7 separate regions of the Mus musculus genome follow, and regions 1, 3, 4, 5, 6 and 7 are each linked to region 2. Evidence: chromatin contacts called from public Hi-C, HiChIP or PLAC-seq and promoter capture Hi-C data. All regions are on one chromosome and are shown on one strand. The core of a region is the stretch at or near the end of the contact, and the rest is flanking DNA. Distances in the headings are between cores, read along the strand shown. Region 1 has its middle 290 kb from the start of Kif16b. Region 2 holds the start of Flrt3 (fibronectin leucine rich transmembrane protein 3). Region 3 has its middle 310 kb from the start of Kif16b. Region 4 has its middle 340 kb from the start of Kif16b. Region 5 overlaps Kif16b (kinesin family member 16B). Region 6 has its middle 380 kb from the start of Kif16b. Region 7 has its middle 470 kb from the start of Kif16b.

Region 1 (3,638 bases), core at 195-2,694, 1.9 Mb after region 2:
TCTCACTCCTGGTGCTTAGAACAACACAATGAGCCTCTTTCCCTTCCTGCCACTTTCCTAGTGAGTTGCAACAAGAGAATTGCAGCATCCCACCTCCTTCCTACTTACTTAAAAGAAACCCTTGTGCATCCCCTCTGTCTCTAAAAGCTATGAGATAAAAAAGACTTAAGGTACAGGATTGTGGGAGAGAGCAGGAAGAGGGTACGAGGCAGTGATCCATTTGCTATAATCCATTCACCTGGAGGGCAAGGGCCACAGAATCACTGCAAGTTTGGGATCAGCCTGATCTACAGAATGAATACCAGGCCATCCAAAGCTACATGGCAAAGAGAAACCCTGTCTCACAAAGTCAACAAGGTCAACAAACTATCACAGCAAAAAGGCTGCACCTCCCGTCCTCTCGTGTATGCTTCTGAGCCCTTAATGGTTTTTGAGAAATAGCTCTTTTTGGGTTCTGAGGCTCAAAACCGTCATTCTAGGACTCTTAAGGTCAGCGCCAGGGATGTCATGGCTGAGCATGCCTCTCATGAAGATAAGCAGAAAAGTAATTTCTCAAGTGAATAGCACTTCAAGTCACTTGAGCAGAAGAGAGGAAGCTGCCCACCTTAAATGGATAGTCCATGGGAATTAGCAGTGACTCGGTACAGAGTAATAGGGGTACTCAGTAGCCTCAAAAAGAACACAACAATGACTGAATTAATCAATAACATAGCAACACTGGCCTCCAAACTTCTGCCCATAAAGCTTACTCCCCTGACAGATGTTCTAGAAATCTCCTCATCTCATGTCCCTGGGGCGTATCTAAACTGTTGGTCTGCCCCACATGACTGAGGAATTGGAGCGTATCCTCCCTGATCCATTTTCTGAGTCATCAAGCAACTTTCTTGATGGAAGAATAGAAAAAAAAAAAATCCAACTATCATTTTGCTTCAGGAATGGGTGTCTTGATATTTTGGTTCCTTTTTCTTTTCCTTCCTCCCTTCCCCTTTAAATTGAAAAAAAAAAAGTGTGTGTGTGTGTGTGTGTGTGTGTGTGTGTGTGTGTAGAGCTATGTGCCTGGGGGCCTGAAGTCATATAGATTAAGACAACCCCCCCCACCCCACCCAGGCCATAGTATAGTGGCCCAGCAGTTAGATAGTAACTAGGGACACACAATGCTGGTTCATAGTGTCTGACTTCAGAACAGTTGACTGACAACTGGTGACAGTTAGGTCCTGGCTTCAGGTGAAGTGGAAACTCAGCGTGCCCGTTAGTAAAACTTCCTTCCAGATTTTAAGTCTACCCCTTTCTGTTCTGCTCTGGGCCTGTGGGGCTGGCACATGCAAACCTTAATTCTGTTCTGCCAGCTGCTCCCCGTGACGCTTTGCCAAGTCAGGGTACTAGAGGGAGGAGGCCTACATGGTACAGAGAAGAGAACCTGTTCCTCTTTCTTGTCTATTCCCAGCATACCAGCAAGTCTCAATGTCTACTTCCTTTTCCCGGGGACTTCCTGTTCCTCTCAGCATCACCTGTGCCCCACTTCTTCCCCCTGGTGGTGACAGCAGAACATGCAAGGGACAGCATCTAGACCCAGCATGCTGGTTTGCATTTATCAGCCGACTACATTTTGTCTTTACCCTTGGAGATGTAGCAGCACCTGGGGGGGGGGGGGGAAGGGGGGAAGGGGGGCGAGGAGGAGGCATCTGGACAGTAAATACCTTCTTCCAAATTAGAAGGGAGCACCGGTGGTGCTACATTCCCACTCGTTCCCTTGTTGCTAAAATTCTTTCCCAGAGAGAGATGTAAGCAACATGTAACCCTTTTCCTAAGGACCCAGTGTCATACCAAAGCACAATACAACCAACTTTATTCTAGGGAACCAATGAGTTTATTGGCTTTCATTACAGAGCCCAGGTAAGGGGTTCCTTATAGGGGTGTGGCCACTCCTTCCCCAATCTGGAAAGCCTTACCCAGCAGAAACAGCAAGGACGACTTTCTCCATAGCTGCATAGATGGACACACACACACACACACACACACACACACACACACACACTTCCCCAGCCCATTCAGGTTAATTTAGGTAATAAGCAGTTGGATATTCTGGGAGTGGGAAGGGGAGGATAATGAGAGTTGGAAATTGTCCACAGGCCTACCTGGGACGATCTCTTGGAAGGTGGGCAAAGCTAAATGCCCCAGGAAGGAAGCTGGGGGGGGGGTATGGAGGACAGGAGTTCACATGCCTCTCCTCTGTGGTGCTTGCATTTAGTACTGTGGGGCAGTCCCTCCACGATTCTAAGTCTGAATGTCCCAGCCTTTCCCCACACATTTCTCCAACTCTAGGGAAGGCAGCTGCTAATGGCAGTTTCCACCTCTGTGACACAGTTGTGGTCTCTACCTCCGTTCTTTTCAGCTAGCTATAAATCACTCAAATTTTCCTTTTATGAAAATAACTGGTGTAAGTTCTATATCCTGCCTCCCCAGGACTGACATAGTCAGGATTCTCCTCTAATCTAGACAGTAGCAGGGGGCCCCAGAGTTAACACAAGACTCAGGTTCCAATTAGCTCTTTCACTTGAGTGAGTCACAACCCCCTTCGAGCTGTTTAACCTTTAGTGAAACAGCAGAACACTGTACTTCAGAGATGGTGACTGGTGACTGCAGGCAGAGTACAGCCTACCGATGTGGTCGATGTAGTCTGTCCCCCACATGAGCTCTCACAGTACTGTCTGAGCCTCCTCTGCTGGAGCCCGTTTCTCAGTCACATCTGAACTCTATTAAGCCCATAACTGGAGCCTGGAGCTAGAACATATCTAAGGCTCTTTGTCATTAGCAGCCAGGTACAAAGCTGCGCTGCTTATGACCTGTGGTTGTCACTAGACTTTGAAGCATGTCTGTGGTGGCTTGAATGTGCTTTGCCAATGGGCAGTGGCACTATTAGGAGGTGTGGCTTTATTGGAGGATGGGAGGAAGTGTGTCCCTCACTGCAGGAGTGGGTTTTGAGGTCTTTTCTTCTGTTCAGGCTCCACCCAGTATGGAAGAGAGGACCTTTCTCCTGGCTGCCTGCAGAGAAGAGTTTCCTTCTGGATACCTTTAGATTAAGATGTAGAACTCTCAGCTCCTCCAGCACCATGCCTGCCTGCACATTGTCATGCTTCCCACCATGATAATGGACTAAACCTCTGAAACTGTAAGCCAACCCCAGTTAAATGTTTGCCTTTATAGGAGTTGCCTTGGTCGTGGCGTCTCTTCACAGCAGCAATGACAACTCTAAGACAATGTACCACCACATATCCATGTGACATAGTCTCTTTTACCAGTGCAGCCCTATTCAGTGACGTCTGTCACTTAAGAGCAATGTTTTCACTGGTTAAAGACCAATAATGACTTTTTTTTTCCTTGCACCAAGCATAGTAATGTAGGGCAGTGGTTCTCAGCCTTCCTAATACAGTTCCTCATAAATACAGTTCCTCACTCATGTTGCGGTGACCCTCAGCCATAAAATTATTTTTGTTGCTGCTTTATAGCTATTATTTTACTAATGTTATGAACTGTAATGTAAATATTTGTGATGCAGGATATCTGACATATATCCTGTGAGAAGGTCCTTCAACTCCAAGGGGGTCATGGCCCACAGGTTGAGAACCATTGGCTTAGGG
Region 2 (4,248 bases), core at 467-2,966:
TCATTTTAGGCTGATAAGTATATATATATATGCATACACATATACGTGAAGCTAAGTGATAACCAGCCTTTGCACAGTCATACCATTATGCTTGTTGATATTTGTAGTGATAATAATATGTTATGGCACTTTAAAAGAATTACCTTCTTTGCTCATTTCCAAAGAGATGGGTGTCAGTCACCTGTCACTCTGAGTCAAGCCTAAGTGATCGTAGCCTGGGAGCTGACAGGTTCATCCTTCTGTTTATACTGGTTAGGGTATTCTTACACAGTTAAGGATGAATAAAGGAATAGCCACAGCTGAAGCACTTTTCATGGCTTTGACCATGTTGTTTCATCCCAATAACACAGCAAATATGTGCATTTTGAAGCATAGATTTATTGAGAACAATCAAAATAATTATTAAAAACCATTTGATTTTGTAATTTGGAAAACACCAACATTTTCCATCTCCTTTTCATTCTAAATAAGTAATAAACCCGCTCCCAATGTTGAGAAAAGATGGGCCTGTTGCACTCTTTACCTTTATGCAACCATTTTGTTTCAGACATAATTTACTGAAAAACATTTTTTTTAATTAGATACACTTAAATACCTTTTGGAAGCTTTGTGGTCTAACGCATTTGTATCAATACAATATTTTTCACTGTGTGTTGCAAGTGAAGGGACACTCTGCCTTTGCCATTTGATGAGGCTTCCCTCCCCTGTTCCCCTCACTGCATACATCAAGCACGGCTTCCAGGGTGAGCTTTGTTAGTTTTTCTGAGTGGACTACCCAGTTACTATGCTAGTCACATTCTACACTCGCCCAAGCGATAGGCTTTGACAGTCTCCTGGACTGGGAATATGGTTTGGCCCGGAGATTCTGAGTTGGATTTACTAGTTGAGATTCCCGAGCCCGGAATGCCTGAAGGAGCTGGGGCCGGATAAGCAGTGCAAGCTTTCAAATCTAGGTGTAGCTGTTAATCCTCTACAGAGGCATCCCAGTCTCCCAGCGCAGCTTTGCTGGCGGCGAGCAAGATGTATGCTTTTCATGTACTGCGTACTCATGGGCTGAGGGGTTATTGATTTCTTTCACAGTTATAGAAACAGCGATAGGTGATCATACCACACATACAGTACACACCAAGTTAGCGACCTTTCGCTTTTGTAGCCGAGAAAAATCTGCCTCTCCTATCTCAAACACTCAACTTTCCAACTGCAGTTTTCCGTGAAGCTCTGCGCGGATAGAAATTGCTTGAAACAGAGAGGAGCTATTTATTATTTTTAAAAATGATTTAAGTCTGTAAGAAACTTATAACATTCGGCTATTTTGTAAGACTTTCCCTAGAGCTGGCTTGCACGCACATCTTTGACCCGTCCTGCTGACAGAGCAAACGTGGCTACTTGGATCCCTCATGGAACCAAGCTAGTCATTTCCTTCTAGAGAGTAAGAGCAAGCGAAGTTTCTGGGACAATTATGAGAAAAAGCATGGAAAACACTTACCAGGAAGACGAGGAAAAAGCAATCCTTTATACCCTGCTGCTACAGCTGTAATTCCATTGCCTGTGAGTTGAAGTAAAAACCCTCCCCCGTCTCCGGAGCGCGGCATCCAGTGCACACAAAGCCACGGCAGCTGCAGCCTGAGCGGTCCTGCTTCAGATCACTCCTGCGCTGAGGACTGCGCGCGAGAGCATCCAGTTGACTGCGCGCAGCCCACCTCCAAGTCTGAAGTTTAAAGCTTCACCTCGCAGTGGTTGAGGAAGGGGGTGATGTCATAGGTGGGCAGGACTTAGCCCAGCTCTTGTTCAGTGAGGTAACTGGATAATCAGACAGATGAGCTTTGCCAACGCTAGAGGGGGTGAGAGAAGCCGAAATGAGCCTTTCAGTTTGCCAAAGCTGAGATGCCATTTGGTTTGTAGGCAGCAACTCTGGAATCTCCGCGCTCCCTAAAGTTTACTACTGCAAGGTAGTGATAGCACACTCAGAAAAACACAAGCACGCTAGGAGAATATTTATAAGATCACAATAGAGAAACAGGTGTCTGATGCTCAAGCCATCTGTACCAAAAATAAGTTAACAAAAGTCAGATTATTTTTATTACATTAAAATCGTAACTGTGGAGAACAGAGGATGGCAATCCCAACTAATATTGATTTGGCAAATGAGAAAGCAGGGTCAAATGGTGATTTACTTAGGAGAAGGGAGAAAATGGAAGAACAGTGAAAAATATTGAAGAAAGCAGTCTTATTGGGAAGTAGAAAGGTTTTTTTTTCCACATGCATTTTCACATAATGAAGACTGTTTTATGTACTACTAGAGAGACCACCTACATGTGTGCATAAGGGTATACCTCTACTTCAGAACTAGGAAGATACAATCACTCATATTTATCAGTCTTCCCTAAAATTAAAAGGGTTGAGCCTAACTACATTCTTTTTTATTATTATTATTATGGTTTTTGCTGCCACGAGCATGGCTGCAGTCATCAATATCTTAAAATATCTGTTAGAAATGGTTCTTCCAGGTTTAAATCATTTTAATTTGCGTACATGAATAAATAGTGACAGTTGCAAGACACTAAGATTTCTCTGCCTAATTAACAGGATTCCAAGACTTTAATTTCCAGGTATAATTTTATCATCAGTTTTCTGTTATTTGGACTTGTAAGTTTTCTCCTAAGTAAGTGAATTTAAGTGACGAATCTTGTTTCTATATTTACCCAAATAGCAATCTCCTTTCCCTTCTTTCTTTGCTTGATTCTAACAAGCTCATGACTTTATCCTTTCTAGGAAATGGTCTGTTTGTCTCTGAAGGCTAGTTGTCTGTCTTAGGAGTACATGGCTATTCTCTCCGTTAGCTTCACGTGGTTCCTAACTTGAGTTTGGCAGCTGTTTGACCTTTAGAACTCCCCTCTGAGAATGGGTGCTCTCAGGAGTGGAAGGTGACCCCTCGATAAGAGATGTTCCGACACCTATTGTTCTATGCTTGCTCTCTTGCTGACTTCTGAGGAATGGCCCACTGAATGAAAGTAGGACTTTAGCATGTTAACATCTATTGAAAAGCCAATTTCTCAGAAGTCTTCAGTAGTGCAGGTTAAACTGAGAGGTGGCCGTAGATTTTTGATGGAAAAAGTAGGTGTAACTGATAACCTCTCAGGAAAGGATAGGAGTGATTTCAGTTACTGAAAATCAAACACCTGGATTAAATTATTGTTTGAAATAATTCTTTCTAGAAACCATTTTCAGATGAGAGTTGATTCTATTTTAAAAGGAAAAATTTGCCTGACCAAATTCCTGTGGGCTTATATCCATATTTAATCAGATCTGTCTCCATTCAGCTGCCTGAAAGCCTTCAACAGAAAAGAAAGATAAGTGGGAAATGTGGGTTACAGGTGTGCTAACGGAAAGCTGGCCGGTCTGGGAGAGAGGTGCTCTGAGGATGCATTTCCCTACTCGGCCATTTGCTGTACGACCTCATAGGACCTGCTCCTTGCTTTGGTTTCATTGCATGGGAAATAAAGACAGCAAGAATTTATTGAATGCCAGCTATGTATTCTGCCCCGCCTCCAAGCGGTGAATTGAAAATGTAGCACATGCAAGAAATTGTCAAAAATGTAATCTATCCAAAAGGTATTAACTTTAGAGGCAAATCTTAACAGAACCTTCATTACCATCTTTTCTTTTTACAAACATATATATTCCTTTTAAAAACTAAATTACATTTATCTGTATGTGTGGGTAGGGAGAGACCCACCAGTCATGACGTGGAGGTCAGAAGATGAGTTACAGGAATCAGGTCTTTCCTTCCACCATTCCTGCCAAACTCAATTCTCCAGGCCTAGCACTCTCAGAGACACTGTTTGGTTCTGGACTAGGGACAAGGGACCAAGGTACATATTTTACACATCAAAGCGGTCCCAGCATTCCTCAGTCCCTACCTGGCATCCCCTGCCCCCAGCCTGAACTAACTTAGCAGCTTGGCTGCCCTTCCCCCAGAGGCTCTTCCTTATATACTCCAGACATTTTGGTTTCCTCTGCCTTCTCTCTCTCTTCTTCTCCTCTTCTCTCTCTGAGTTCTCCGAGAAGAGACATTTCTCTTTTTCTCCCCGCCCCGACTCCCTTCTCTATCCCATGGTGACTTCCCTGGCTTCTGTCCTTGCGGCCAGTAAACTCACCCCAGAGCAGCTTTCCAATAAACCTGCATTTAATGTAATCTACTGTGACTTGAATTGGCTTATTTCACCAGTGGAGAAATAACTTATCAGG
Region 3 (3,969 bases), core at 1,356-3,855, 1.9 Mb after region 2:
TAATTGGCCTCATACAGAGAATAAATCGAAGTGGCCCTTAATTCAACAGAGGCCAATCTCGACAAGCAATTCCTGCCTAAATAAGAACTATTTGTCTGCAGTTTTAAAGGTTACAAAAATCACAGCAGAATATAGAATTTCACAGACCTAGCTCCATTTTTTTCACTTTGATCATTAAACAGTGTGTGCAGGAGGCAGCATTCCAATGAGACAATGGACTTCTCCTAACACACACCATGTCTTTATCTCCTCCTACCACAGGCATAGAATTTCTACTGTGTGAGTTGGCAGTTTCCTAGGCCTCGAGGATACACTGAGCTGTGTTGAAACACCAGCCATGTTTATATAATTCCCCCAATTGCTCCTTCCCTCCTTCCTAATACGAGCAAAAACTATTTGCAGTTGAGCAACTAATTAAAACACAAGCACCACCACTGAATACCTACTATGCACCAAGCCTAACAATTGGTCCTTTGTACATATAATTTCATTAAAAAGTCACAGCAATTCTATAGCTTAGAGATAATTAGGGTGAGATGGGTTAAATGTCCTGTTGGATGCTTCAGGTTGAATGTATTTGCCAGGATTTCTGGGTCTTTCTGAATCTAAAGCACTGTCATCTTGTTGCTTTGCCATGTCCTCTCCCAAAAGCAGGCAACATACCTAAAGCCTGTGTCCAAACCTTAGTTTATCACCCAACCCCAGCTCAGTCCGGCAGTTGTTTTATAGACAGGTAACACTATCAGATCATGACTCTGGTTGCTCAGCCTCTAGTTTTCAGAGAAAATAAACATAGAATGATTTCTCCTTCCAGTGACAGTTCTCATGTGTCCATCCGTGTCATGGAAGACACTTTGAGCATAAATGAGAAAAATCTACCTATAAGGAACGTGTTCATTGGGATAAATCAAAATTTCAAGTCCATTGGCTATTGGGTTCCAATGATCATACACTGAATGGGTGCGCCAACTTAGACCTCCCCATGAATCAATGGCATCTTTCCAATGCTGCTGATAAAGGGTTTGTGGTTCCAGCCAACCTTAGCTCTAAAGGCAAGAAACTCTTGAACAAATATGGCTGGGAGCATGAGCTTTTTTCCATGTTTCCCCTATTTGGTCCTTCCTTCCTCTGAAAAGGGCTAAATAGGTGACAGAAAGCACTCGGAGACTAAATCGGAAACCAAGACAGATGTAGTGTAGGAAGCCAAGCTGGTGCATTGTCAAAGTCTCACAGAGGTGCAGCTTCAACCTAGCTTCAGGGACTCTAGACGATATGTGCAATGGTGGCCCTACTCAGGGAGAGGAGACATGAATTCTAAACTGCTTCCAGTTCTGTGAAGCAAGCCCTGATAGACCAAGAGACAGCCAGTGACACATAGCTATAAGTGCGAGTCCTTAGAAGTAGGAGAACACACCAAGCCTGAGAGGAGAGCAGGTACCTAAGGTGATTGGGTTTCTAAAACAGAAATGCTTCTCTTTTTGTGTCACTTTTGTCATTTATGCAAACCTATAATGTTTGCCACAAGGTCAGGTACTGGATAAATAATACCACCCGAATGTCTCACTGACTCTACTTGATGAGGCCCACAGGCACAACTTGCCAGCCGGGTTGGTTCCTGAAGACTGATTTCACTCTAGTTGCTTTTTCTGGCTGGTATGGTGTTTATTGCCCATGATAGTCAGACCACAATGCTCTTTGGGAATTGTAACACATGTGATCTGGAGCCCCTGATTAAAAGAATGGATCCCCTTTTTGGGAAGTCTCCTCTCTCAGGGTCAGAAATAGATGATTCTTGCCTGGATCTACTGGCACAGGTCTGTAATCTTGGTTCCTTGGGAAACTGAAGTAGGAGGAGATCAAGATCAAGCCCTGTTCTGAGATAAATAGTAGTTCTGGCTAGCCTGGGGAAGTACAGAACACTGGGTCTAAAAAAGAACAGTGAAAGAGCTGGGCACTTAGTAGAGACTTGCCTAGCTTGTATGAAATACTGGTTTAAACTACAATAAACACACACCCAGGTACATGAATGCATGATCAAGCACACACACACACACACACACACACACACACACACACACACACACACACTAAACAAATAAATAGCTAATTAAATAAGTAATATAAATTAAATGAGAAGAGAGTCTGCACTTGCTACGGGTTGCTCTCTAAGCAGGTTATTAGCAGAGAATTCAGCCTTCAGGGCTGAGTTCTCAATCAGTGATACCACTGGGCTTCCAGAAGGACTTGCCAGCCCCTAATCTTTGTCTCCCTGTAAACAAACACTTGCCCTTTTCAAGTTTCACTGATTCATCCTCCTTCCCTAAGGCCAAGGGAGTCCTTGGAATGACCCAGCCTGGGTCCATGAGAGGGTTTATTCTCTTTGTGCCTGGAGTCCTATCCCAGAGCCCCCAGGCAGCAGTTTCCTCCTTAGGGAGCCAAGGACACCCTCGGGAGCAATGAGGCCTGGGCCTGGTTTAATTAACCTTTGTTAACAATCAGTTCCTTGAAGGAGCCACCCTCTGTGACTAATCCTCTATGTTCTGATGGTGCTTTGCTCCAAAGCCACCTTCTCTATACATCTGCTCACAAGAGGGGCATCTTCTCTCTGTGCCTGGCAGCCCCTTTGGTCACACTACTGCAGGGCTCCATTGTCTGGGCTGCTGTCATCCTGGAATTAATCTGAAAGTGGTCTCTTTGACAACAGAGGCAGCAAATATCGGATTCAATTTGCTTTCACCCAAGATTTCCCAGGAGTCATGGCGAATGAGATAATCGATGGTGATTATGAGGCTTGGCCTGCCTCACTGAGCCCGCGTGTTAAAAGGAGGGAGAGTTTCTGCTCCGGTGCTCGCCCAAGTCAGGTGCTAATTCCGGCAGATCCATTACCTTTCTCAGCGCCTCTAAACCATATGTGCTGCAATAATCATGCTGGGTAGGTAAGGCGATCAGTCCTCCCGCCTAAGCAAAGAGGATTCATTCTTTTTGCTTCTCTTCACATTCCACAACAACAACAACAACAAAAATGTTCTGAGCATCTGGTGCAGAAGTGAGTAGGCTGTTCGAACCAATGATGCCGAAGAGATTTAATTTAACTGGGCTAAACTTTCCTTGTCTCAGCTGGAGAGACTAGTCAATGGCTTAGCCACTAATCCAATCAAAAGAAAGCATTAAATTACTTGTCGATGCCATCTTAACCCTGAGAAGACTGTTTTCAGCTTGGCTGATCATTCTAAAAGACCTCGGCATCCAGGGAAGAAACGCAGAGCAAATGACTGAGGAGCGGGAGACATCTTCCAGATGCCTCTCGCCCCTCCTTGTGTCTGTGTCTCTCTTTCTTGCTTCTTTTAGTTTTATTCAGAACAGCTGTTCAGGGGTGCCCCTTGACTATGTACATTTGTACAGAGGAAGTAGCTGAAGATGCAGAAGGGACGGCATAGCAGTTACCTATTTCTGCATAACAAATTATCTGGCTCTCCCAGATGGAGCAGCTGGAGAGAGCAAGTATATATAATCTCATGGGTCCTGAGGTCAGGAACCCAGGAGTATCTTAGCCATGGGGTGCTGGCTAACTTTCCCTCAAGGCTGTGATCAGAAAATCAGCCATGCCTGCCACCATCTCTTGTTGTTACCAGTAGTTAGTTACTGCTTTAACTGAAAACCAGAACTCTTTGCTTGGACCCTCAAGCTAACTAAGGGCAAGATAAAAGCCTGGCATCTCAGCTTTCATTTTATATTTGTCTCCTTTTATATTTTTTTCTTTTCCTTTTTCTTCCAGTTTTTCTTTTAGATGGGTCTCACTAGATAACCCTGGCAGGCTATGAACTTGAACCAATCTTTCTTCCTCAAGTTCTGAGATCACAGTCATGCCTCATTAAGCTGGTCTATATCTGTCTCTTTTACTTTGGGACAGACTCCTGCTTACCTCTGCATGTAGACATGTTAATCATGCAGTAAGTGTCTGTCTAAAAG
Region 4 (4,118 bases), core at 1,307-3,806, 1.9 Mb after region 2:
TCCAGTTAAACAGACAACTTCCTTCTTCCATTGTTCCAAACCTACTCATCCCTCAGGGTTTTGGATTTACTGCTCTTTCTGCTTGGACCATGCCCAATGAATGCCCTACCGCCAATTACTTTTATTGGTTCCTTCACTTTGTGATGGTCACTGCTTAAAAAGACCATGGACAGAAAGCTCTTCCTGGTTCATGGTATATAAAACAGCATCCTCACTCATTTTCTGCCCCTTTTTCTCACTTTATGCTTCTTCGTAACATTTTACCTATCTGAAATTGAGCATCTACCCTCTTAACTATAGTGTATCATAGTGAATGGAAGAGGGCCAAGGCCTTCATTGACTCTGAACATTTATATATTCTTATTTTCTAGAATGGTACTCAATGAAAGCATAGATGGATGGGTGGGTGGATGGATGGATGGATGGATGGAGAGCAGATTGGTAATAAATGGTATATCATGGATATTCATTGTATCTAACTGGCAACAAGCATACCACAGAAATTTTGTACCAATTGTTGGAAAGTGATCTTTGCTTTAGTTTTCTGAGCAACAAATAAAATAGTTTGCATTTAAAAGATTCATCTCTCCTTTTCTACTTTGACTTTTCTCCTCCTCTGGACTAAAATTCTCCTCTTTGTTGGTCTCCCTAGTTACATTAAATGAAATAAGATGCTGTCAGACTGTACACAGTTTGATCAGGAAAGCCAGAAGACAGTAAGTGAGGGAACATCATCGACAAGCTGGATCATTAGACTATATCATGTGTATGATGGCCAATCAGGAATGAGCATGCATTTCCCCAGCTACCAGGAGGATTGTTACTACTGGCCTTGAGAAGTCCCTCTGTAGCAATGGCTGTCAGCTGGAAAGAGTTACCCACTTGTTTCTAGTGATGGATTGACTGGGAATGTATAGGCTCCCCCACTCTGTTAGGGGCAGTTTTAAAGGCCAGTTGAATTGCTCTGCTTTGATTTCTCCTTTAACAATTTTGCCCCCTTACTTTCTAATGAAGGAGGCTGTAAGACCATCACCCACCCAACCCACCCACAGGGCTCTGAGAGTCTGTTTCCAGGAGGTTTGATCTAAGGCAATATGGCATGAAATATGCCCACATACAGCAATAGATTCACATGCAGTTCAGTATTTCCCCCTCCACAGGCAATACACTAGAACTGAGAAAACTGACAAGTTTCCAATCACACCTCCCATATCACCCATTTCATCCCAGAGTATCAGGTCACCAGCAGACACACAGGCTTCACTATGCTCTGTTTGAACTCTGATGTCCTCATTTCCCTCCCCTCTTCCTCACCCTCTGTCTTCTCACAGTGTGCATGGAGTTGAGATCAGCTACATCAAAAGCAAGTAAAATATTATCCAGCTGTGCCCACTTTCACCAAGAATGGCATCTAAGCTAAGTAGTCAAGCAGGCTTATTAAAGTCTATACAGGCAATTCCACCCTGAAAATGGACACGTTGGACTTTGGTTAACTGAACTCTTTGTGAAGAAGGGCAAAAAGGTCAGTAGGTACTAGAAAGATGCCCCGGGAGAAGCCAAGAGGCACTGAGTAAGTCAAAGTCTTAAATAAGCTAAAGTGTTAGAAAGCAGAAAATACCTGACAGGGAACACTGGCTATTAAGAGTGAAAGAACAAGGGGAAATTTTTTATGAAATATAAAAGGTCCGACTTTTAGCAACATGATGAATAAACTCTGGGTCTCTAGCATAGGCATAGTAACTATAATTAATGTTGTACTGTTTACTTGACATTTTATGAGAACAGATTTTTAAGTGTTCATCCCTACATACAAATGATGACTACTGTTGGGGTGGATGTGTTAATTAACAGGATTGGTAATATATGTACAAATCAAATTGCCACATTGCACATCTTGAATAATTATAATTTTTTATCTGTTATTTTTTTTTTTGCTGAGGCTAACCAGAAATTTTTTTAGGACATAACCATATCCTAAAATAGTAGCCAAATATTGGTAACAATCATATAGCCCATCCGTAGGAAAAGGCTATTTCAACAACTTTGATTATACCTATATTATGGGAAGCCATGGAGCCATTAATATGAATGGCTGCATGTTCTGTATGTTCCAATGTGAACAAACTCATTTTAAAATGAAATAAACAAATGAACAATATCAAAAGAAAAGCTTAGTGGCTGTTTGACATAAATGAAAAGAAGCAGGCACAAATAGGATGAAGCATCAACTGACTAAGGAAACTTGGCATCCTCAAATTTTTGGAGCTGAGCATACTACATACCCTGGGAATCTCAGAATTCCCATGGGCCTCCCTGCTCTGCTGTTAAACTTGCTCACTTTATTTCTACTAATGTGGCTAGGATTATTATCTCTCTAATTCCTCTATATGTTTTTTCAATAAACCCATTATCCAAAGTATATAGAGGTCTTTGAAGCCCAAAATATCTTACTGAAACATAAAATGATTACAAAAAAATAGTGGCCACCATTAGAGAGTACTGACTACACAGCAGGTGGGCCTTGAGCCATAAATCCTCATAACTGTCAAGAATGCATAAGGAGCCTGTTTAGAAAGAATATCTAATGCCTGGGAGTTGGCTGCATAAATTATTCACTGTCAGGCCAATCTGGCCAAACTGAATCCCAAACTAGGATGACTAGATTCTAAATCCTTAGTCATTGTAATTCCTGGACACATTTTGCTCAAGTATGTTCTGTTTTCCTTTAGACCATTTTTCAGTCCCCATGAGAACAAGATGAAGATTTAGATGACAAGCCCTGAGATGGACTGAGTGTTAACTCTAGATCTTATTTCCAGTTGGAAGCCATTGCCTAGCTCTCTATAAAAGCCTCAAGACAAGCTCTCTTGCTTTGCTTCTTAGTGATCTGGTCAGAGAGGGGCTGTTAACAAAGTTTAAACCTGAAGAAGTCAAAACACTGCAGAGAACACTGTTCTGGCGCCTTGCTCTGTAGGGCCACTTGAATAAATAGAACCTACCTGACAGCACATATTCTGTCTCATAGACTAGCTAAGCACCCCTTTACCTAATCGCACTTCCTTGTATGCACACTGCATTTATGTTTTACAATGGGGCCATCTGTGTTACCATAGTTATAGTCCCACCAGCATTTCCATAAAAATGATAGTAAATCCTTCTTTCCTGAGGTTCATAAATAGCCCATAAAAACAGAGATTGGGCCGAAACAGATCCCCAAGAGTTTCCAGCCAAGACACCAATAGATTTTGTGAACAAATTAAACAAATATCAATTTACATGGCAGGCTAAAATGTTGCAAATGTTTACAATTTCCAAGGGCAATTATGTATTCATAGAGGAAAAAATAAACTACATAACTGCATAAGATTATAGAGTTACCCTTGATTTTAATAAGTCTGTAAGTCATTCCTTTAATTAGTTTAAAGTGTTGAAAAGTCAGATTAGTATTCTATCACCTACACATGTTCCCTGATTGCATTTGCTAGAGATTTTTTGATAGTAAACAGGAATGGGCAACGGCTGCCTTGGGCAATATGGAAACTCAATGGAAGGATTTGCAGGATCTTGTAGGATTATAGGAAAAGGGAGAAGAATGCCAAGAACAGCGATTGAAAGCGATGAGAAACTAAGCTAAAGTCTTTCTGCAGTATTTCAGTGAGAACTCAAAGTCCCAGGAAAGGATATGGCAGCACAGGCAGGCTTCAGTCACATGCCTCTATTGTTTCTACCAGAACTGCCACAGTAATACGCATTCAGCTGCATCCTTTGTAACTGCCAACTAAAAGAGAGACAAGCCAAGCCAAGCCAAGAAAGGAAAAGGGGGAGGGAGTAGGGGAGAGAAAGGGAGATGGACAGGGAGAGGGGGAGGGAGGGGCAGAGGGAGAGGAGGGAGGGAGGGATGGGGGAGAGGGAGAGAAAGAAAAAGAGAGAGAACCAGAGCCAGAAATAGAAAGAGGGGAGGGAAGGAGAGAGGGAGAAAAGAGAATGGAGAAGAGAGGCAAAGGCTGAAGGGCACAGAGAGAAAACCACATAAATATATAATACTAAGAATAAATGTAAAGACACAATGAAATATTATAAATCATTAGAATCTATGATATAGGAATAAAATACATATT
Region 5 (4,093 bases), core at 216-2,715, 2.0 Mb after region 2:
TGTGGGAAGCTATGGTCAGACCCCAGGTGCAAGGACCAGGGCCCTCAGTGGTAGGCCTATGACCCCACAGAACAGAGAGGATTAACTGGGGATTTGCACAATAATTGAGGCATAAGTGTCAGGGGTACAGAGGCAGAGAGAATACCAGACCAAAATTTCTCACACACAATATCTCTATCTGAAAAGGATGGGACTAGGTGTGTGTTTTACACATGGAAATGCAGATAAAATGTCCTTTTCTATACAGCTTTCTGTAGATGAATATGTTTGCCATGTGTATGTCTGTATATGCAGTGTATATGTTCACAAAAGACACTGAAGGCTAAGTGACTGGTACACTGGGTAGCTGAGTGTCATTCTTCCTGTCATCCCATCCTTCGGTACCACTTGCAGTCTTCTGCTAGAGGAAACAGGCAATGGGATGCTGATGTCCCAGTCACAGGAAGCAGGATAGCTGGAGGTTCTAGAAAGAGCCATGGGGCCTTTCACCAGCGAATGAGCAAACTGGGGCTAAGTTGAGAGCACACTTTCAAAAAAAAATACCTATTTTATTGTTACTTACATGTGTGCATGTCTGTTTGAGCACATTTGTGTGGGTGCTCTCAGAGGTCAGGGAGGATGTCAAATCACCTGCAGTTCAGGTGGTTATGAGCCAGCCCTAACAATTGCTGAGCCATCTCTCTAGCTCTGTGCTCACTTTTTAATTTTAATTTGTATCTCAAGGAAGCTTCCATTCAGGCAAGAGATACTAGTATATAGTACGTAAGCTGTTCCTTGAAATGTTCAGATTCTTTCAGGAGCAGCACATACACACAGCATGGGGACTGCAGGACAAGTGCTATGGCCAATGGGTAAGGAAAGGAGAAGAGATTCAGAGAATCATAGACTCAGACTCTGGAGACATTTCCAGAAGCAGCAGTCATCTTCCTGCTCACAGTGTTTAATCAGAGCTCTGCAGCACAAGCCCTGCAGTCCACAGGGGTTGCTTTCTAGCTGCATCAAAAGTCCACTGTAAAAATGAGGGCATTTTCAATTTCTACCATGTTCAACATTGATTAGTGCTTTCTTGAGTCCAACATCAGTTTCCTAATTTTATAAAAAGTATGAAACAGGTGATCTCAATTTTAAAAAGAGATTAAATAAAATGTCTTTACAAAAAACGTTGGGGTTACCTAGAATAAAAATTATATATGTAAATATAAATGCATTACAGAGAACTGCTGGGAACAGAAATAAATCTATTTGAAAGTAGATGGGAGCTTTACACAGACCAAGGGTAGGCAAAGAGTTGTGGAGAACAACTGATGATTTTATCCATTTGTTTCTCCCTTAGTATTATCTCAAAGGGCTGTGGCATATGCTCTCATTCATTAACAAAATGAAGCGTAAGTGACACACATAGAGCCAGGAAGGATTGTCAGGAGAGATGAGCCAGCTGAATTCTAAAATAAAGAGGCAGCACAGAGAGGCTGCAAAGGACAGGATGGGGCTTAGCAGCAGAGGCCATGGTCGACACCCTTTTTCAAAGGACGGCACTGTTTATTTGGGAAACAAATCTAAATAAATGGAGTTAAGGGAATAGTGGCATCTGCAAGAAAGCCTAATGCAAATTGGACAGGATTCCATAAAAGAGGAAGGATGACTCCCAAATGTTGATATAAATAGAAAGCACCAGGCTTGAGGGCAACGCGGCACAGAGGCTGCAGCTTTTAAAATATAGGGATGCGTGAAAATCCCAAATGTGCCTTTTGAGCTGTTGCAACAAAGGAGATGTATGAGGAGGAACTGTGCTGACATCAGTGCAAAGAAACAAGACCAACTATTTCAGGAGGCGTGAAGTTAGGCCTTGGGGTTTAGCTGGCAGATGCAAGCTAACAAGTGGCATGTTATGCCATACAGTAAAAGAATAGGAATGTACCTGGCATGGCTTCTAGAAGGATCTACAGCAGTGGTTCTCAACCATACTAATGCTGTGACTCTTTGATACAGTTCCTCATGCTGTGGTGACCCCCAATCACAAAACTAATATTTTTAATTAGATATTTTCTTCATTTACATTTCAAATGGTATCCCCAAAGCCTCCTATACCCTCCCCCTGCCCTGCTCCCCAACCTACCCACTCTTGCTTCCTGGCCCTGGCATTCCCCTGTACGAGGGCATATGATTTTTGCAGACCAAGGGCCTCTCCTCCCATTGATGGCCGACTAGGCCATCCCCTGCTACATATGCAACTAGAGACGTAGCGCTGGGGTATTGGTTAGTTCATATTGTTGTTCCTCCTATAGGATTATAGACCCCTTCAGCTCCTTGGGTGCTTTCTCTAGCTCCTTCATTAGGGGTCCTGTGTTCCCTAATGACTGTGAGCATCCACTTCTGTATTTGCCAGGCATTGGCACACACTCACAAGAGAGAGCTATGTCAGGGTCCTGTCAGCAAAATCTTTCTGGCATATGCAATAGTGTCTGCGTTTGGTGGCTGTATATGGGATGGATCCCCTGGTGTGGCAGTCTCTGGATGGTCTTTCCTTCCGTCTCAGCTCTGAACTTTGTTTCTGTAACTCCTTCCATGGGTATTTTGTTCCCCATTCTAAGAAGGAGCAAAGTATCCACACTTTGGTCTTCCTTCTTCTTGAGTTTCATGTGTTTTGCAAATTGTATCTTGGATATTCTAAGTTTTTGGACTAATATCTGCTTATCAGTGAGTGTATACTATGTGTGTTATTTTGTGATTGGATTACCTCACTCAGGATGATAGCCTCCAGATCCATCCATTTGCCTAAGAATTTCATGAATTCATTATTTTTAATAGCTGAATAGTACTCCATTGTGTAAATGTACTGCATTTTCTGGATCCATTCCTCCTTTGAGGGACAGCTGGGTTCTTTCCAGCTTCTGGCTATTATAAATAAGGATGCTATGAACATACTGGAGCATGTGTTCTTATTACAAGTTGGAACATCTTCTGGGTATATGCCCAGGAGAGGAATTGCTGGATCTTCAGGTAGTACTATGTCTAATTTTCTGAGGAACCATTAGACTGATTTCCAGAGTGGTTGGTTGTACCAGCTTGCAATCCCACCAAAAATGGAGGAGTGTCCCTCTTTCTTCACATCCTCGCCAACATCTGCTGTCATCTGAATTTTTGATCTTAGCCATACTGACTGGTATGAGGTGGAATCTCAGGGTTGTTTTGATTTGCATTTCCATGATGATTAAGGATGCTGAACATTTTTTCAGGTGCTTCTCAGCCATTCAGTATGCCTCAGTTAATTAAGAATTCCTTGTTTAGCTCTGTACCCCATTTTAAAATAGGGTTATTTGGTTTTCTGGAGTCCATCTTCTTGAGTTCTTTATATATATTGGAAATTAGTTCCCTATCTGATTTAAGATTGGTAAAGATCCTTTCCCAAAATTTTTTGTTTTGTTTTGTTTTTTTGTTTTTTGTTTTTCAAGACAGAGTTTCTCTGTGTAGTCATGGCTGTCCTGGAACTCACTCTGTAGACCAGGCTGGCTTCGAACTCAGAAAATCTCCTGCCTCTGCCTCCCAAGTGCTGGGATTAAAGGAATGAGCCACCACTGCCCGGCTGCCTTTTTGTCTTATTTACAGTGTCTTTTGCCTTACAGAAGCTATGTAATTTTTTTTATCCCATTTGTCAATTCTTGATCTTACAGCACAAGCCATTGGTGTTCTGTTCAGGCATTTTTCCCCTGTGCCCATATCTTTGAGGCTTTTCCCCACTTTCTCCTCTATAAGTTTCAGGGTCTCTGGTTTTATATGCAGTTCCTTGATCCACTTAGATTTGACCTTAGTACAAGGAGATAAGAATGGATCAATTTGCATTCTTCTACATGATAACCACCAATTGTGTCAGCACCATTGTTGAAAATGCTGTCTGTTTTCCACTGGATGGTTTTAGCTTCCTTGTCAAAGATCTAGTGACCATAAGTGTGTGGGTTCATTTCTGGGTCTTTAATTCTATTCCATTGGTCCACCTGTCTGTCGCTGTACCAGTACCATGCAGTTTTTAATCACAATTGCTCCATAGTACAGCTTTAGGTCAGGCATGGTGATTCCACCAGAGACAAAACTGTTT
Region 6 (4,025 bases), core at 559-3,058, 1.8 Mb after region 2:
CTGAAAGCTTCAGGGTGATGCCTGGAGATGTTCATGGTGTTTGCAGGCACTGGAGCTGGATGTGGAACTCTGGTCGTTTCCTGTTTCCCTGTGGTGCTAAACTGCTTCCCCACCAGAAACGTTCACCGTGAGATGTTGCTTTGTGAGAGGTCACACAGCACGTTCTCCAGTTTAAACTGGACACTCTAACGCTATTGGCCCCAAAGCTTTTTGTCTCAGACATTTCATTAGCGTAACGGGAAGCTAATACATTACTCACCACAAACTTGATTGCCACCACAGTGACTTAGTAGCTGGGTGCATTTGCAGAAGGGCCTAGCCTTCTGAAACACCATCTTTAATGGGCATGCTTGTAATTACCCTTATGAGTTCTTGAAGAATGAAAAACAAAATCTATACAATATGCCAGTGCTTAGAAAGCACACAATAAAGGAAGATGAGGAACAGGAGATGAAGGAGGAAGAGGAGGAGAAAGATGAGAGGAGAAGGAGAAAGGGGAGGGAGGAAGAAGGTTCACTACTGTACAAAAGGCAGCCTCTAAAAGATAGAACCATTGTGGTGGTTTGAATATGTTTGGCCCAGGGAATGGTACAATTGGAGGTGTGGCCTTGTTGGAAGAAGTGTGTCACTGTGGGGATGGGTTTTGAGACTCTCCTCCAAGCTTCCTGGAAGCCAGTCTTCTCCTGTTTGCCTTGGATCAAGATGATCCAAGTTCCTCCAGTCCCCCCATCTGCCTGGATGCTGCCATACTATCTCCATGATGATAATGGACTGAACCTCTGAACCAGTAAGCCAGCCCCAATTAAATGTTGTCCTTTATAAAAGTTGCTTTGGTCATGGAGCCCCTTCAGAGCAATTGATAACAGTCAGGAGAGTGTAAAAGAGGTAGAGGAAAATGCCTTCTGGCTATTGCTTCCTTCTTGGGGATGGCAGTTCCACTGTCCTTTTGTTTCTCTGAGGAGAGCAGGAAAAAAGTATGAATGCAATCTGTGAGGTGTCACATCTGGCTGAGATATGATTGCAGTGGTGGTGAGGTGGAGTGGATATGAACCTTTAAATTTGTCCATTACTGTACCAGAATTAATTACCAAGGAACTTGGATGTAGTTTTAGCTTTGATATTTGCCCAGGGTCCCCCTGAAATTTCTCAGCCTAGCTTAAGGGTGTTCCTTTTTCCTAATTCCTTCATTCAACCCTACCATCACCTAACTATTATATTTCTATTTTCACTGGCCATTGGCTAATTATTATATCAATATTAGGTTAACAGATGATTAAAAGTGTGTCTGCCTAGAGCATCTATACAGGAATGCTTAACTAAGATAGAAATTGTGAATAAAAATATTTGAATCTTACTCTTCATTTTCTAGGCTCTATATTGTCGTACAATACAGAAAGGAAATGTGTTAGGACAGAGGAGATATATTCATTCTGAGATGCCTATATAAGTACCAAGGCCACTTTCCCTACCTCAAAAAGATTTAGAGAAAAATATCCAAACTCTTTGACTCCCTCCAACCTCTCTTAAAATGGGGTTCTTTTCTTTTCCTCTTGGAGGAAAAGTTTACTGTCATTAAAACTCTTTCCCTTCCTCATTGTGGAGTTATGTTTTCTCAGAATAAAATTGTCACCTGTCATTGGATGTGACCAACGACAGCTAAGTTTATCACAATAAATAAATAATTTCCATAAACTGCACCTCCGCCCCAAGCCAGAAACACCCAAGATTTTTTAGAAGAGATAGCACTGCAGGCACCCGCCTACTCAAAGTGGAAATATGTCAGTCCTTCAGTGAAGCACTGGCAGCTGGCATCTGTCAGCTCAGAGCTGATGGCAGCATGAAGAGGAAAAAACCATCTCCCATGGTGTCAAGGCCTGTGCTTTAGGCTGTATCCTGCCACTAATAACAAGGGGTGTGGCTGTTCACAAGTGACTTTCCATCAATTTCTTCCTCCCAAAAGCAAGGGTTTGCACAACTGTCCAATATCCCCTTCCATCTCCATGTTGTTCCTCATTTTCCCTGGCCTTGAGATACATCCCAGCCCCAGCCCCAGAAGGTCACTGGGTCTAGCTTTCTGTACACATGTATGAAAATAACACATTAGACCCCTGACTTTTTTAAATTAATGCATTGTTTTTCATCATTTCCAATTCCTCTGTCTCATACCTGATTTCTTTCTAACTAAAAGAAACCAGCATATTCTTATTGTGCTGATAAATGGGAAAAAAGGAGAATTCATTCATAATGTCAATTACTTTCAAGTGGTGCCACATACATGTGGACAGCCTTCCTAGTGTTGATAACACTTTTCCACATTATAGGACATTTATGTATAGATTTTGTATCATTGGAAAATCTATTTTCACATATACTTGCTTGTGTATGTGTACGCATGCACATTTACAGACAAATGTTCATGCCACAAGTATCTGAAGAGCAGAGACAACTTTCAGGATCAAACGCAGGTCATCAGTCTTGGCGGCAAGCCTACTGTCCCATCTCAAACGCATCTAAAAGGAAGGTCTTACCTAGAAAAGGGCATCACAGTGAGTTAAGAAAGTTGAGGCTTGCTCCAAAAGGGTAATCTTGTAAAGCAGTTCAGAGCAAGGATTCTGGAATCCGATTTGCCGTGTTTTAAAATATTATCACTTTCCGATTCCAGCAATATTAATTCCCTCATCTCTAAAACAGGGAGGAGAGCTCAGTCACCAGGCTGCTATGAGAAACTATTGTCATGACAGGTGTGATGGGCTCAAACTGTCCCAGAACAAGACAGCTGTTAGCGCAGGTGGTCCTGATATTGCTATTATGATAGTTTCTCCACCATAACTAAGAATGAGAAATGGATATATATATATATATATATATATATATATATATATATATATACATATATTCAGGTTGAAAAACAGAAAACATGGATGGGCTGGAGAGATGGCTCAGTGATTAAGAGCACTGACTGTTCCTCCAGAGGTCCTGAGTTCAATTCCCAGCTACTACATGGTAGCTTACAACTATCCATAATGGGATCTGATGGCTGGCCTCTTCTGGTGTGTCTGAAAAGAGCAACAGAGTACTCACATACATAAAATAAATCTTTTTTTTTTAAAGGAGCACTTGCTGTTAAAAAATAAAAAGGAAAACAGAAAACATAATACAAAGCACATCATACGATCTCTAGTTTAACATACCACTTAATGACTCCAGCCACAGTAGTATGGAAGAAACTTCCAGGAAAAACCTATCATAGACCATGAGGTCTGACCAACTGCCAAAGAGTCTATCCTTGTAAAAGCAAGCTGTGTTGCTCTACTGTGCTCCACTAGACCCGATGAGGTTGTAAATGATGGATGATGGCTGGAGAGTGTGGGTGGGGCTTTGTCATGTGGTTGGTTCCGCTGTAGTGCAGAAGTAGGTAAGAAAATACAAGAACAAGTTGATTTCTGGGACAGGACCACATATAAGGGTCACGGGCCATAGTACAGGAGTCACAGGCCATGGCGCAGGAGTCATAGACCACCTTCCACATTGTCTCAAACCAAAACTGAGACTCATCTGAAGAGTCTAAATGTGAAGTTGGGTCTGACAATGTATTAACAACATGCCATATTTCACTCAAGACCTTGTTAATCTAATTTAAATAGTTAAGCTATTTATGTGTTACATGGGAACATCCATTTCAACTGCTGCCAGGCACCCCACAAATTTTAGCAGTAACACAATCCTGAATTTTATTATTTACCCTACTATTTATTGCATAATCACACTTGTCTTTAGGGAAAACATGGGGGATGCTGGCCCAAGTTGAAAAGATTCAAAGTGTAATACACTCTGCAACACAGGAAGAGAAATGACTTATTTGGCAATAGAGTTCTAGGTTTAACGTTGTAGAAAGCAGTCTTCAGAAGAAACAGTTACACCATTTCTGCACTCTGGAGACCGCCCAAATTCCAGTCAGTATAATTAGGCACCATGGCTTTCTTTTTCTTCCTATTCACCACTCTCCAGAAAAAAACAATTTTTTG
Region 7 (3,747 bases), core at 409-2,908, 1.8 Mb after region 2:
TTTTATACAACAGTTTTTTTAAAATGTACCTGAAAATGACATTTAAAAACTTCATTATTGGATGAAATTCCACCCAAATCTCTGACAATGAATAATACCCTAAAGAATCTATCCTCTTTGCCAACCCCAACCCACTCGGACACAGCTATTATTTTTTTTCTCCTATTGCTACAAATTCTAAAGCTTCATAAAAAAATAACTAATTTGTAACAACTAAATACATTTAATTTTAAAGTTGAATGAAAAGAAGTCAAACAACGAAAGGGCATTATTGTCTCTAGGTATGGTGAAGGAGGAGGTTTATTGGAGATAAAAGGGAGAGCATAGTGAGAGGCAGAGATGTCTGGGAAAGTTCAGAGTGGATATGTCCCTGAGCCACATGAGGAAAGAGGGGAACCAAGTGCAGTAACCAAGAAGGCAAAAGGTAAAAAGGGGCGGATAACCAAAATGGCTGGGTTATATAGGGAAGAGCCTCTAGGGTAGGGGAAGCACAGGCCTTGGGCTGGAGAGTTCAGAGTAGAGGGCAGGATATGCCAGCCATGCCCTGTAACAGATAGGGACTGAAGGATATGGAAAACTAGGAGGCCAGATCTGTTTTGATATAGTAAATAGGCACCTCAGTCATTTGTTCATGGTTTGAGACTTAACAAAAGTCCTATCTCCTATGGATAAATAAAAATGTTGGGAAAGGGAGCATAGGGCAGGACTTAATAAATCTTCTAAACGCTTTGTACCCAGGGAAAATTATGCCTCTTAAGATAGAAGTACAGAAGTAAAGTTTGAGACTCCTATGACAATTAGCTGGGCATTATAATGTGGACAATAAAATTGAGTTATTTTCTTTAATATAATTATTTTAAATTAATAAATGCCATTCATGATAATCATGAAATAAAAAAAATGTTTATCATGTATCCAGAGAGGAACATATTCATTCATATGAGAAAACATGTACTAACACAGCCAAACCTAACCTACCCCCCACAAAAGCATCCTGAGCCTGCTCTGTACTAGAACACCGTATCATTATTTACCAGGAAGTCCTAGGACCTCCAAGGTCTGTTCGGGTTCACAGGATCAAAACCACTTCCGTCATAATCCTAAAATCTCTCTCCCCTTCCATCCTTATTAGTCCCTTGAGTAACAGAGTGTTTTCCTGAGGCTACAATGAGATGAACTCAAGGTGAGTTGAAGGAAGACAGACATCATTTCCAGCCAGCTGCTTTCTATTGGGTAGGATATTAAAAACGATTTGCTAAATTGCAGATAGACTGCCCTTTTCACTGTAATTTTTGGTTTCAAAAAATATGTGTGATTTCAATAAAATACACTGTTGATGCAGTAAGATGAAAACATTACTTGTGCTATTATTTTTAAAATAAATTAATATCTACTTATGTGCTATTATTTTTAAAGAAAATTAATATCTAAATCTAATACTTAAATTATTCTTTCAGTTGAAACCAAGCCACATGTTATACATACTTGGAGTAAAATAAAGCACTGGTTAGAAGTTACAAAGCTTGATGAAAAAGAGCCAAACAAAGCCACAACTGTAATTCATAAAACTCAGCAGGGAGGCGGAGGGATGAACGCTAGGGAAAAAGATAGACTTGAATGCATATTGATTTAAACGCACAAGTAAACGGTCCCAGCTGTGGGGGGAAGGCCATTCACATTCATCTTATTCAGACTCTGCTTATTCATGGTTTACCTGGTAACTCCACTGCCCTGTATCTTTTGTCTTATACCAGCTTTTTATTAACCCCACTAACGGGAAGGAGTTACATTTCTGCGTGCCAAAGCTGCGTACCTCCAAACTGGGCTTGGGTGGGCACACCTGTTCTTCAGGTTCTTTTGTAAAACTTTATTGTTTGTCTTTAAAACAGTCTAAGCTGTGTTTCTAACTTCACAACTTTAAAGCATTACCCAAACATTCAAGGTCAAGAGACACCGTTTAAAGCCACCATCCCACGCAGTCTATTTTGACTACCTTGATGATAGTTTCAGTCAACAACAACCAGAGGCTCACCTGGGTAACTTTGATAAGGTGACAAATGTCACAAGAGCTAGGAGCCATCTCTTCGACCAGATCCCAAGATCTCCAGATAGCCTGAAGACAGATGAGAACCAAGAACCAGCCTTTTCCAGTACAAAGGAGAACCTCTTTCCATTAATCTGGCAGGAGGGATTTCTGCAGGCTTGCTCCTAGTCAAGGAAGAAAGAAAATCAAAGTCCTTCAGTTGCAACTACATTTGCCTTAGCTGCCTGTCTCTGAGACCAACACCTGAGAAACATTACCTAAAAGAAGAAAAGTTTTATCAGTGTCAGAGTTCCAGAATTTTTAGGCACTGTGTCATTAAGCCAGCAGCCTTTGGAGCCATATAAGGTAACATCCTAGAGCCAAGCACATAATGGAACAAAACTGCTCACCTCATGGAGGTAAGGAGGGTGGAGAAGAGGAGAAAATGAGGACGAAATATTCTATCACTTCAGTCGAGAGATAAATGCAGTGTAGGCTTCCAGGAGCTTCTTGAACATCCATGACAGAGTAACCAGAACAGGAAGCATGGAGGGCCTATTTGGATAGCATGTGACTACAGAGCACTTCCTTTTCCCTCTACCGGCATCACTCCTAAGAAAACCAAGTAGCAAGGAGAGAAACAATACACCCAAAGCCAAGATCACAAGCTGGAAGATCATAAAAACAAGCTCTGCGGGAGACAAAACCAAGAGAAACCTCTGGGAACTTGTTTAAGCCACATGGGATCACACCATGAAAATACACTCCTTCCTGATTATTGAGCAAATCATTTCTCAAAATGATAAGCCCCTGGTGCTTATGTGAGTAATAGACCCTTAGGGTCCTCAAAGTGCATTGTGATCTGTGCCCAGGCAAAGCATGCATGAATGAAGGCTGCAGACAAAAATAAAAAATGAAGGGGCAGTGCCTTCATGGTACACACTGCTTAGAAAAATAGGGGAGATGTTATTCTCATTACACACAGTCCTCTAAAGGTAGACTAGAAGCTACCTGCATGCTCCACGTGCTGACAGCAGCCGCTAAGGCTTCATCTCGCCTTTCCCTTGTGTCTTGCCAGGTCTAGGCCCACAATTCCCAAGAGACAATCAGAGCAGATTCATTGCACCAGTCACACAGGTTAAGTTTTCCATAGGGGCAGTCATCCAAATCAGTGGGCTGAAAGCTGAAATCACCTCCTGCATGTCTTAATGCCTGAGCCACTGTAGAGTATGAAGGTCGCTCAAGCCAAACCTAGCCATGCCAGGGGTCAGACTCTTCCCAGTGTCACTACAAGAGCAGAGTCAGTGATTTCAACAGGAGAAATGGGGATGCCCAGGAGGTGGGATGCTTTATAGGCCTTATGACTGAAGTCCATGGTGCCAAAGAGACAGAGGGACTTTAACAAGGAAAATGCTTTTAGGAGTAAAAACTGCTTTTTCCCCCTAATTTTGGAGGTCTAGACAGACACAATTCTACTTTAAACTAAGCTGTTCCATTAACACAGAGCCATATCTATTATGGCGTTTGATCCTCAAAGGCCTTTCCTTGGCCTTGCCCTGAAAGTGATTCTCCCATACTGAGAAATTACAAGAGACTAAAGACGGAAACAACCCAAGTTATCAGCAGGGCTGTCTGTGCTGATGGGATTTACAAGTTCTTCCCTGGTGCTTTCCCGAGACCCAGGTTGGTTCTGAAGAGTCCCCGGGTCCATTCTGTTCAGCTCT

What was found. Promoter capture Hi-C pulls out the DNA fragments that hold promoters and counts their contacts. A called contact is a pair of places that touch in the nucleus more often than the background predicts. HiChIP or PLAC-seq counts read pairs in DNA pulled down with a chosen protein or histone mark.
Region 1: a promoter capture Hi-C map of hippocampal neurons shows a contact between it and region 2, with 29 times the contacts expected there. The contact joins the enhancer-like site here to the promoter of Flrt3 in region 2. A contact is called at or near these places in 8 of 39 promoter capture datasets (the 3T3-L1 cell line, the C10 cell line, cranial neural crest and 4 more), 6 of 484 Hi-C or Micro-C datasets (brain, cerebellar granule neurons, cerebral cortex and 3 more) and 5 of 115 datasets of contacts at active chromatin or transcription factors (astrocytes, embryonic forebrain, embryonic limb bud and 2 more).
Region 3: a Hi-C map of the N1E-115 cell line shows a contact between it and region 2, with 6 times the contacts expected there. The contact joins the enhancer-like site here to the promoter of Flrt3 in region 2. A contact is called at or near these places in 4 of 39 promoter capture datasets (the 3T3-L1 cell line, the C10 cell line, cranial neural crest and 1 more), 4 of 484 Hi-C or Micro-C datasets (the N1E-115 cell line, cerebral cortex, cortical neurons and 1 more) and 4 of 115 datasets of contacts at active chromatin or transcription factors (embryonic forebrain, embryonic limb bud, embryonic stem cells and 1 more).
Region 4: an H3K4me3 HiChIP or PLAC-seq map of forebrain shows a contact between it and region 2, with 20 times the contacts expected there. The contact joins the enhancer-like site here to the promoter of Flrt3 in region 2. A contact is called at or near these places in 8 of 39 promoter capture datasets (the 3T3-L1 cell line, 3T3-L1-derived adipocytes, the C10 cell line and 4 more) and 3 of 115 datasets of contacts at active chromatin or transcription factors (astrocytes, embryonic forebrain and forebrain).
Region 5: a contact with region 2 is called in a promoter capture Hi-C map of hippocampal neurons, with 11 times the contacts expected there. The contact joins the enhancer-like site here to the promoter of Flrt3 in region 2. A contact is called at or near these places in 8 of 39 promoter capture datasets (the 3T3-L1 cell line, the C10 cell line, cranial neural crest and 4 more), 1 of 484 Hi-C or Micro-C datasets (cardiomyocytes) and 3 of 115 datasets of contacts at active chromatin or transcription factors (embryonic forebrain, embryonic limb bud and embryonic stem cells).
Region 6: a promoter capture Hi-C map of hippocampal neurons shows a contact between it and region 2, with 10 times the contacts expected there. The contact joins the enhancer-like site here to the promoter of Flrt3 in region 2. A contact is called at or near these places in 3 of 39 promoter capture datasets (the 3T3-L1 cell line, hippocampal neurons and liver), 1 of 484 Hi-C or Micro-C datasets (cerebral cortex) and 2 of 115 datasets of contacts at active chromatin or transcription factors (embryonic forebrain and embryonic limb bud).
Region 7: a promoter capture Hi-C map of second pharyngeal arch cranial neural crest shows a contact between it and region 2, with 11 times the contacts expected there. The contact joins the enhancer-like site here to the promoter of Flrt3 in region 2. A contact is called at or near these places in 6 of 39 promoter capture datasets (the 3T3-L1 cell line, cranial neural crest, hippocampal neurons and 3 more), 2 of 484 Hi-C or Micro-C datasets (the N1E-115 cell line and cerebellum) and 2 of 115 datasets of contacts at active chromatin or transcription factors (astrocytes and embryonic limb bud).

The regions. Positions count from the first base shown.
Region 1 is chr2:142,609,902-142,613,539 of GRCm38.p6, forward strand. No RefSeq gene overlaps it. Among named protein-coding and RNA genes, the nearest start is that of Kif16b, 290 kb to the right of the region's middle. Within about 2 kb of position 1,445, at least 64 of the 459 cell types and tissues checked have an H3K27ac peak or open chromatin away from gene starts, as enhancers often do. A contact at or near this core is called in cerebral cortex and hippocampal neurons, where this site is marked.
Region 2 is chr2:140,669,760-140,674,007 of GRCm38.p6, forward strand. Flrt3 (fibronectin leucine rich transmembrane protein 3) reads right to left here and starts at 1,717. Exons shown (of 3, transcript NM_178382.4): 1 at 1,487-1,717. The region is part of intron 3 of Macrod2 (mono-ADP ribosylhydrolase 2); the gene reads left to right.
Region 3 is chr2:142,587,191-142,591,159 of GRCm38.p6, forward strand. No RefSeq gene overlaps it. Among named protein-coding and RNA genes, the nearest start is that of Kif16b, 310 kb to the right of the region's middle. Within about 2 kb of position 2,606, at least 26 of the 459 cell types and tissues checked have an H3K27ac peak or open chromatin away from gene starts, as enhancers often do. A contact at or near this core is called in the N1E-115 cell line, where this site is marked.
Region 4 is chr2:142,557,560-142,561,677 of GRCm38.p6, forward strand. No RefSeq gene overlaps it. Among named protein-coding and RNA genes, the nearest start is that of Kif16b, 340 kb to the right of the region's middle. Within about 2 kb of position 2,557, at least 37 of the 459 cell types and tissues checked have an H3K27ac peak or open chromatin away from gene starts, as enhancers often do. A contact at or near this core is called in forebrain, where this site is marked.
Region 5 is chr2:142,634,331-142,638,423 of GRCm38.p6, forward strand. All of the region lies in intron 25 of Kif16b (kinesin family member 16B), which reads right to left. Among named protein-coding and RNA genes, the nearest start is that of Kif16b, 270 kb to the right of the region's middle. Within about 2 kb of position 1,466, at least 7 of the 459 cell types and tissues checked have an H3K27ac peak or open chromatin away from gene starts, as enhancers often do. A contact at or near this core is called in hippocampal neurons, where this site is marked.
Region 6 is chr2:142,516,128-142,520,152 of GRCm38.p6, forward strand. No RefSeq gene overlaps it. Among named protein-coding and RNA genes, the nearest start is that of Kif16b, 380 kb to the right of the region's middle. Within about 2 kb of position 1,809, at least 4 of the 459 cell types and tissues checked have an H3K27ac peak or open chromatin away from gene starts, as enhancers often do. A contact at or near this core is called in hippocampal neurons, where this site is marked.
Region 7 is chr2:142,431,698-142,435,444 of GRCm38.p6, forward strand. No RefSeq gene overlaps it. Among named protein-coding and RNA genes, the nearest start is that of Kif16b, 470 kb to the right of the region's middle. Within about 2 kb of position 1,659, at least 6 of the 459 cell types and tissues checked have an H3K27ac peak or open chromatin away from gene starts, as enhancers often do. A contact at or near this core is called in second pharyngeal arch cranial neural crest, where this site is marked.